3 separate regions of the Mus musculus genome follow, and all the other regions are linked to region 3. The links are chromatin contacts, called in public Hi-C and HiChIP or PLAC-seq maps. All regions are on one chromosome and are shown on one strand. Each heading gives the region's core, a stretch centred on a gene start, on an enhancer-like site or on the middle of the called end of the contact. The rest is flanking DNA. Distances are from core to core; before and after follow the strand shown.

Evidence for each region. A called contact is a pair of places that touch in the nucleus more often than the background predicts. HiChIP or PLAC-seq counts read pairs in DNA pulled down with a chosen protein or histone mark.
Region 1: an H3K27ac HiChIP or PLAC-seq map of the NIH/3T3 cell line shows a contact between it and region 3, with 2.2 times the contacts expected there. The contact joins two enhancer-like sites. A contact is called at or near these places in 2 of 115 datasets of contacts at active chromatin or transcription factors (the NIH/3T3 cell line and vascular smooth muscle cells) and 1 of 9 other capture datasets (embryonic stem cells).
Region 2: a contact with region 3 is called in a Hi-C map of adipose-derived mesenchymal stem cells, with 2.0 times the contacts expected there. The contact joins two enhancer-like sites. A contact is called at or near these places in 2 of 484 Hi-C or Micro-C datasets (adipose-derived mesenchymal stem cells and uterus) and 1 of 9 other capture datasets (embryonic stem cells).

What each region holds. Positions count from the first base shown.
Region 1 is chr1:178,757,383-178,760,082 of GRCm38.p6, reverse strand. All of the region lies in intron 4 of Kif26b (kinesin family member 26B), which reads right to left. It also overlaps the pseudogene Gm34176. Among named protein-coding and RNA genes, the nearest start is that of Gm46249, 17 kb to the left of the region's middle. Within about 2 kb of position 1,387, at least 13 of the 459 cell types and tissues checked have an H3K27ac peak or open chromatin away from gene starts, as enhancers often do. A contact at or near this core is called in the NIH/3T3 cell line, where this site is marked.
Region 2 is chr1:178,706,890-178,709,589 of GRCm38.p6, reverse strand. All of the region lies in intron 3 of Kif26b (kinesin family member 26B), which reads right to left. Among named protein-coding and RNA genes, the nearest start is that of Gm46249, 68 kb to the left of the region's middle. Within about 2 kb of position 1,294, at least 19 of the 459 cell types and tissues checked have an H3K27ac peak or open chromatin away from gene starts, as enhancers often do. A contact at or near this core is called in adipose-derived mesenchymal stem cells, where this site is marked.
Region 3 is chr1:179,040,729-179,043,428 of GRCm38.p6, reverse strand. All of the region lies in intron 10 of Smyd3 (SET and MYND domain containing 3), which reads left to right. Among named protein-coding and RNA genes, the nearest start is that of Gm46249, 270 kb to the right of the region's middle. Within about 2 kb of position 1,303, at least 134 of the 459 cell types and tissues checked have an H3K27ac peak or open chromatin away from gene starts, as enhancers often do. A contact at or near this core is called in the NIH/3T3 cell line and adipose-derived mesenchymal stem cells, where this site is marked.

The sequences.
Region 1 (2,700 bases), core at 138-2,637, 280 kb after region 3:
CAAAGTTTGGAGCTGAGACAAAAGGATGGACCATCTAGAGACTACCATATCCAGGGATCCATCCCATAATCAGCCAGCCGCCAAACGCAGACACCATTGCATACACTAGCAAGATTTTGCTGAAAGGACCTTGATATAGCTGTCTCTTGAGAGACTATGCTGGGGCCTAGCAAACACAGAAGCGGATGCTCACAGTCAGCTATTGGATGGGTCACAAGGCCCCCAATGGGGGAGCTAGAGAAAGTATCCAAGGAGCTAAAGGGATCTGCAACCCTATAGGTGGAACAACAATATAAACTAACCAGTATCCCCTGGAGCTTGTGTCTCTAGCTGCATATGTATCAGAAGATGGCCTAGCTGGCAATCAGTGGAAAGAGAGGCCCATTGGTCGTGCAAACTTTATATGCCTCAGTACAGGGGAACGTCAGGGTCAAGAAGTGGGAGGGGGTGGGTAGGGGAGTAGGGGGGGAGGGTATGGGGGACTTTTGGGATAGCATTGGAAATGAAAATGAGGAAAATACCTAATAAAAAAATTTTTAAAAAGACTATCCTTTTCTCAAAGTCCGGATTTCACCTCAAACTTCAAGAACAGTTAAATCCAGAATTTGAACAAGGGGAGTCTAGCAGACATCAGAAGCTAGCAAAAGACTCCACAAAGCACCATCCTGCTACAGGCTCAAATGAAAGTGTAGACCCAGGATAAGCCAACAGCCTCCTCTTCCTCCTCCCCTCCATCCTCCTCTTCTTCCTCCTTCTCCTCTCCCTTCTCTTCCTCCTCCTTCTCCTCCTCCTCCCCTCCCTCCTCCTTCCTTCTTCCCTGATCCCCTTTTATGTCACCACACAGCTGTGCAAGTATCTAACATGGTCTTATTTTAATCATGGGATGCTCAGAAATGTTAATGGTCTTGCTGAATACTGTTCAGAGCTAGAGGCTTCCTAGCTTCCTTCCTACAGCTCCTGAGAAGAAACGGCCACTGTCATCACCTTGGGCAGGATGGCACATGCTTGAACCCAAAACCCTGGGTGATTTTAGCCCCCTTATACTAAAGCTTGTGAGTTCCTTTCTCTCAGAGTAACTGTCAGTTATCTTAAAGAGGGATGGGGAGCTTTCAACGTGTTTTGGGGGTGGGGAGGGCAATGTAAAGTTTACAGCAAGATCCTCACAATGTCTGCCCACCAGCTCACCTCTCCTTCAGCTAAGAAAACGGAAGAGAAGGTCTGGGGTTTGAAAATCTGTCCTTTTCCTTCCTGTGGGTGATTCTGTTTACCTTGTAAATTCTAGGCATAAATCTTCCTTTAGATGACCACAATTTATACTATTCCCATAAAATACTGTAGGGCTGTAGTCTCCTTCCCTGGCTCTGTTCCCCTCCTAGCTTAGTCAGCCCTTTGTTATGTTAGAATAGGAAAAGAAATACCACAGTGGCTGGCCATGCAGCTGACCCAGACGGGCTGTATGCAGCCATCCATTCACTCGGTTGTTCCAGGCTTAAAGGAGCCCACAGGCTCAAGAGTTTGTTTTCAATCCAGAAAAAGAAATATCCCATCAGTATAAATCAGCTCTTAAGATGAAGTCCAGAGATTGGATGAAGGGATAGACAAGCGGCCCCAAAACATAGGTCTCATTTTGCATGTTTGGATATTTTTCTAGTGGGCCCATTCCACACTGTTCTTGTGAGGACTGGGGGGTGTCATTGATTCTGCTAAATCCACTCCTCATTCTCTCTACATCAATCTACATCAGGAGGCAGACGAATGAAGCTGCCTCAGCAGATGCTATGATTTGGATTTTAAGTGTCCCCGCTCCCCAATGGTCCTTTGCCAAAGGCTTGGTCTCCAGTGTGTGGTGGACCATTGGATCGATGGGGCCTAGTGGGAGATCTAAGTCACTGCGCCTTTGGAGGGGATCTCAGACTCAGTCCCTTCTTCCTATCCCTTGCCTCTGACATGTTATCTCATCATAGGCCCTAAAACAGTGAGGCCCAACGAATCAGGCACTCAAGGCATCTCTAACTAGGAACAAAAAAATGAGCCCTTCCTCTTTGTAAACTGATTGATTGCCTTGGGTATTTGCTACAGTAACGAAGAGCTAGCTAACATTTCAGATTTCCTTTTCATTTCCTGCTCTGATTAGCTACAGAGGAGCTTGGAAAGACACAGGACTTTCACTCTGTAAAGAGACAATAACTGTCTGATATAACCATCAGCCCCAGCCCTTCATGGTGTCCTTCCTGCAGGTTACGTCATAGCTACCCTGCTTTGGGGGTAGCAAGAGACTATGCTGCCAGGCTCAAGGACCATCCTGTGGCTTTCCTACCCCTGCCCCAGCTCAGTAAGAATTCCTTTCAAAAATAATTCATTTGATAGAGTGTGCCATCCACTTCTGCCAAGACACACACACACACACACACACACACACACACACACACACACACACTTTTCCAGGGGTAAGTAGCTCTAAAGAGTTACAAACATTTCAATGTTTAAAGAACCTGTATGAATAAGAAGGGGATTAAATATCAAAAGCAAACAACACAAAATTCTCAGGGTGAGTGATCAGGGAAGGCAGACAGCATTTTCTCTGTGGTTTTACCCATCCTTTCATTGACACGCTCTGTATGGCTTTAAGGGAACCCTGAGCACCAGGCTCTTGCTTGGGAATCAGTGCTCTCTGACTGCTAGCTTTAGCTACAAGGTAAG
Region 2 (2,700 bases), core at 45-2,544, 330 kb after region 3:
TCGATGCAGATGGGTTACAGCTCATTTGCACACTGGTATGGCCTGGACATTCCTGTGTGGTTACTGCTCAGGGTTTCAACCACTAGAAGTAGCTGGGATTAAACAAGCTATAATGGAGTCTAGAGTAGGGGAATGAACTTGCCATTGAGCAGATCAAACAGCAGCCTTAACCCAAAGATGAGCAACACTGAACAGATATGGATAGACTCCCGGGTAGGCTCTGGACAGCAGACAGCTGACCATGGGGGTCAGAAAGGCATCTACCTCCAGGAGTTAGGTACTGTGGTAGCATGCATGGTCATCTAAGCCTTCCACAGTCTGTGAGAAACGCTTTGTGCTCTTTTCTGCACCCTAGTTATCTAGTCAGTTATAGTGGCAGGAGGGAGAGTGGGGATGCCAGGAACTAAGGCGAGAGGAATGGAGTTAGTGTCTTCTGGCTTCATAATTTCCATCTTGGATGAGGAACACTACAGACAGGTGTCAGGGAAGGCTGCACAGTGATGGCCACACGGTGCACACTTGATATGGACTAGAAAGTAGTTCAGATGCTACTTTTTTTAAAAATTTTTGGCAAATGGCTATTTTATCACAATAAAAAACATCCCATAAAGCCAAACAGTCCATTCCTTTTGACCTCCCCCAGGGACCACGCCTTGCTCTCTCTCATTCAATGAAGATGGTCATATGGGCTACCATGTGTGGACCAGAGTCAAAGAAGGTAGCCAAGAACACAGGGGTTCTGCCCTCCAGTGAATCTGATGTGTCTCTGCACAACCATGTCATGTTTTATAGGATGGTGAGATTGAAAAAGTAACACGATTCTCTCCCCCCACCCCCTTCTAGCTCATGCCTAAAGCCTGCAGGAGTTATGTCCAGTCTGAGCCCTTAGTGGGGGGAAATAGGTGGGAAGGGAATCAGGCTGAGGGCTCAGGGTGGAAAAGGCCTCTCAACTTAGCTGTCTCATTAAAATTGTCAGACTCCTTCCACATACATAAGACAAATATCACCCTCCTCTCCATCCCTTATCCCTCACCAGTACTCCTGGGTGCTCAGATAACATTCTTCTCAGAATGTAGGGTCCTAAACTCAGCTGGGTCAGGTCATTTCTTAGGCTTAGGGTTCACTTCAGGGCATTTAAATATAGCAATTCATTTCTTAATGTTTATAGAATGCTGTCCACAGAACACAATCACTCAATACCTCATTTGAAGCGTGCCTCATGCCTGGCCCTGTCTCCGAGGCTCCAATGCACACAAATCACCTCTAGGATTCCGGTGGCCTTGAGTCCCACAGATAAGTTCCTCCTTGTGCTGGCCAGTGCCCAGCCACCCCGGCAGGCCAAGATGGGAATCTCCCATCCCAGGGCTGGACATTTTGATTACCCTTATTATCTTAGCTTGCTTTGGCTATAAATTTTATTAGTGGCCATAAAATTATCCATCCACAGCATATGACTCAGTGACCTCTTGCAACAGAGAATTCCACAACGGGAGTCTACACGAAGTCTACGAGGGCAGCTTTTTCTTTCCCTTAATTTATAGCCTTACCTCCTTCACAGTCTTCTCTGTGTGGGGAGACTCTGCAAACGGAGGAGGAGGCTCAAGTCATGATAGCCGTTATCAGGGCTTACATCTGGCCCCTCAGCACCTGGGAACTGTTTACTTTTATTCTTTGTGTTGCCAGAAGGTAAAGGGGCAGGGCCACCTGCCTGCTTCCTGAAGGACCCCCGGGGAGCACGATAAAGCACAGGGCCAGCTGTGCTGCTAGTTTGGAATCTTCTCTTAAATTTCATACTCCCAACATGTGCCGGCTAAGACACCGGAGTTCAGTGCCTTTCCAAAGGACTCTTTTTTTTTTTTTTTCCATTTTTTATTAGGTATTTCGCTCATTTACATTTGCAATGCTATACCAAAAGTCCCCCATAGCCACCCACCCCCTCTCCCCTACCCACCCACTCCCCTTTTATGGCCCTGGCGTTCCCCTGTACTGGGGCATATAAAGTTTGCGTGTCCAATGGGCCTCTCTTTCCAGTGATGGCCGACTAGGCCATCTTTTGATGCATATGCAGCTAGAGTCAAGAGCTCCGGGGTACTGGTTAGTTCATAATGTTGTTCCACCTATAGGGTTGCAGATCCCTTTAGCTTCTTTGGTACTTTCTCTAGCTCCTTCATTGGGGGCCATGTGATCCATCCAATAGCCGACTGTGAGCATCCACTTCTATGTTTGCTAGGCCCAGGCATACTCTGACAAGAGACAGCTATATCAGGGTCCTTTCAGCATAATCTTGCTAGTGTATGCAATGGTGTCAGCATTTGGAAGCTGATTATGGGATGGATCCCCGGATATGCTAGTGTCTACATGGTCCATCCTTTTATCTCAGCTCCAAACTTTGTCTCTGTAACTCCTTCCAAGGGTGTTTTGTTCCCTCTTCTAAGGAGGGGCATAGTGTTCACACTTCAGTCTTCATTTTTCTTGAGTTTCATGTGTTTAGGAAATTGTATCTTATATCTTGGGTATCTTAGGTTTTGGGCTAATATCCACTTATCAGTGAGTACATATTGTGTGAGTTCCTTTGTGAATGTGTTACCTCACTCAGGATGATGCCCTCCAGGTCGATCCATTTGGCTAGGAATTTCATAAATTCATTCTTTTTAATAGCTGAGTAGTACTCCATTGTGTAGATGTACCACATTTTCTGTA
Region 3 (2,700 bases), core at 54-2,553:
GGGGCCAAAGAGGAGCACATGGCTCAGTCCTCTCTTTGGATCGACTATGCAGGTGAGGGTGATAGATCTGATGCTCTTAGGCTAACAGTGGTGGTGGGTCTCCTCTGTCAGAATTCACATTTGTCAGTGATTGTGTGCACACTGTTGGCCCTTGTAGCCATCTTGTGACCAGGTAAGAGAATCGGAGGCTATTCTTCTCCAGTGAGTCATTGGATCAGAGAAGAAACTATTGGTGAACTACGAGTGATTCATTACATTATGTGTTGTGCATGCACACATGTGTGCATATGTACATAGCATGGTGTATGTGTATACATGTGCATGTGTTTGAAGGCAGGACCTAGCTTTATGGCCCAGGCTAGCCTCCAACTTGTGATTCTCCTCCCTCTGCCCTCTTTCCTAGCCTGGGCTACAAGAATATGCCACCATAGCTGATGGAGACTTATTTTTTCCTGCCTATGCTCAGCTCCTCCAGGTGTGTATGTGCTAGGTGGTCTTGTAATGTGGAAGAGCTCCGAGAGGAAAGGGAGGCTGAAGTCAAGTGCTAAAGGTCTGGGCAGTACAGCAACAGTTTTCCCTGGACAAAGAAGAGAAATCGAGGTTGAGAACAAGCCAGCGGTGAGGATGCAGGGCAGATGAATAATCTGAGAGCCGAGTTACTCAGTGCCCAGCACAGGGCAGGTCACCACAATGAAGACAGTGGCTACATGGGATATAAAGGGGGCCGTGTCTGCAGAGCAGGACACCTTTCCTGGGTGTAGTCTTCCCCATTCTACAGATGATACATACATGGCCTAGCCAAAGAGGGTGAGGCACGGGGAGAATCCAGACCTAGACCTCTGGGACATGGGACAACAGGTACAGGGAGTGGTTCTAAGTGAAGCAGGTGGGGCACTGCCTGTCCTCCCTGGAGGGGAGCCTCGGGTGACAGACAGCAGGGAGGGGAAATTACCTCAATCTGCATGTCAAGAATAGAAGTAGGTTTAGGATCCAGGCTGTCACTATCAAGAGAGATATCCATCCTGTGTGACCCTAGGCCAGCAGTCAGATCTGGGCTGAGAAGAACCTGAAGATAGCCAAGGCCCCTGTAAACAGGTAGGTGTCAGAGACCCACAAGCCAGCCAAGCGGCTCCAGACCCATGGGTGTTTCCAGACTTTGGCAGCTGGCTGCTTTTGTTCCCTTGTGGTGAACAGCTTTGGAGCTGTCTGTGAGTCAGCTCTAATCTAACGTGTAAGATGCTGCCTGGAGGGCTGAGACCAGAGACTTTCCCATGAGCAGTGGAATGTCTGTTAGGGGTGAGGAATCTTGTGGGTTTTCTGGAAGAATGAATCAAATACAGAGAGATAAGGCCGCTCTCTCAGAGCCGCACTGAGCGTTGACGTGGCAAGCAGTCTGTGATGGTTGGCGCAGTCTCTGAAGGCTGGGGCCTGGCCTCGGGAGCCCAGAACACATGCAGCACAGTGAATGGATGGACCCAGGCCAGGAGCTGCAGACTGAGAAATTCTGCCTTTCTCCAAGGGCTCTGTGGCAGCACAGTCCCCCATCCTTGTCTGGCTGGCTTTTGAAGCAGATTCTTGCCTTATCTTTTCCTTCACTTTGCCATCCAGTCTACCCTGCCAAGGCCAACTGGAAATGGCCCTTTAGATTGCCCCACCAGTAAGCTCTCAAAGTTCTGATTGCATTTTAATCCTCTTTTGTACATGTGCAGAGACTTCTGCACAGCACTGACCCAGCCCCACTTAGCTGGCAGTTCAACCAGCGAGCACTCACGTCAAACAGAAACTTTCTGCATAGATGAGGCCACGTCCTCCACAGCATATTCCCTCGTGTGTGAGAAACTTTCAATTACGTTTTCGTGGCATTGGCCAATCACGTTCTCCCGGTAAATGTGTGTTTTGTCCTCGTACACAGAGACAGGTTTTCAAGCCTGTTTCATTCTCTTCTCCCTAGGGCTTGCTCTGCAGCACGCTGCCCTGGCCCACTTCCACTGAGTAGGACTCGTGCCATTTGCCATCAGAGGGACTGTAGAGCCAACTTGATGAGCAGTCTAGAACCCACACAGTTAAGAGACTCAAGGAACACACTTTGCCCTTTCCCTTTTAGCTCAGGACAGCGATATGGGGAGCACAGACCAATGGGTGAGATGCCCCATGAGCCCCTGTCAACCTCGGAACAGGAAGGGAATGGCAGGTGGCGATGGCTTTCATGTGCTGTCAGTCACCTACACAGTGGCCTGTGGCTGCTCTAGGCCAGCCTTTGCTGCCGTTTAGCCAAGGACACGGACAGTTAGGGAGGCCTGGGTTACTGATCTGTGACTGGATTACCATCTGCAGGAATAATTTGACAATGTCAATGTGCTATTTGTCGTGCCCGGATTGAGGTCAAGCCTCGACTGAGCACTTTGTCACCGTAACCTTGGGTAAGCTTCAACTGCTGACCTTGGAGGACAGTGTGTCCAGATCCCATCTTTGTCGAGCCCACTGTTTTCAACCCCCTGCTTTGCAACTCACTTATTTTTACCCAATAGATCTCACTTAACTTTATGGTGCAATTTACTACAGACCTTTTTTTTTTTTTTTTTTATTAAGTCTTCCACAAGGCAAAATGTCTGAGGCAAAATGTCCGAGGCAAAACATACCTCATTCTCTCAACAGATATACATGGTGCTATCCCAGAATCGTGCCGTAGTTTGATTTCCA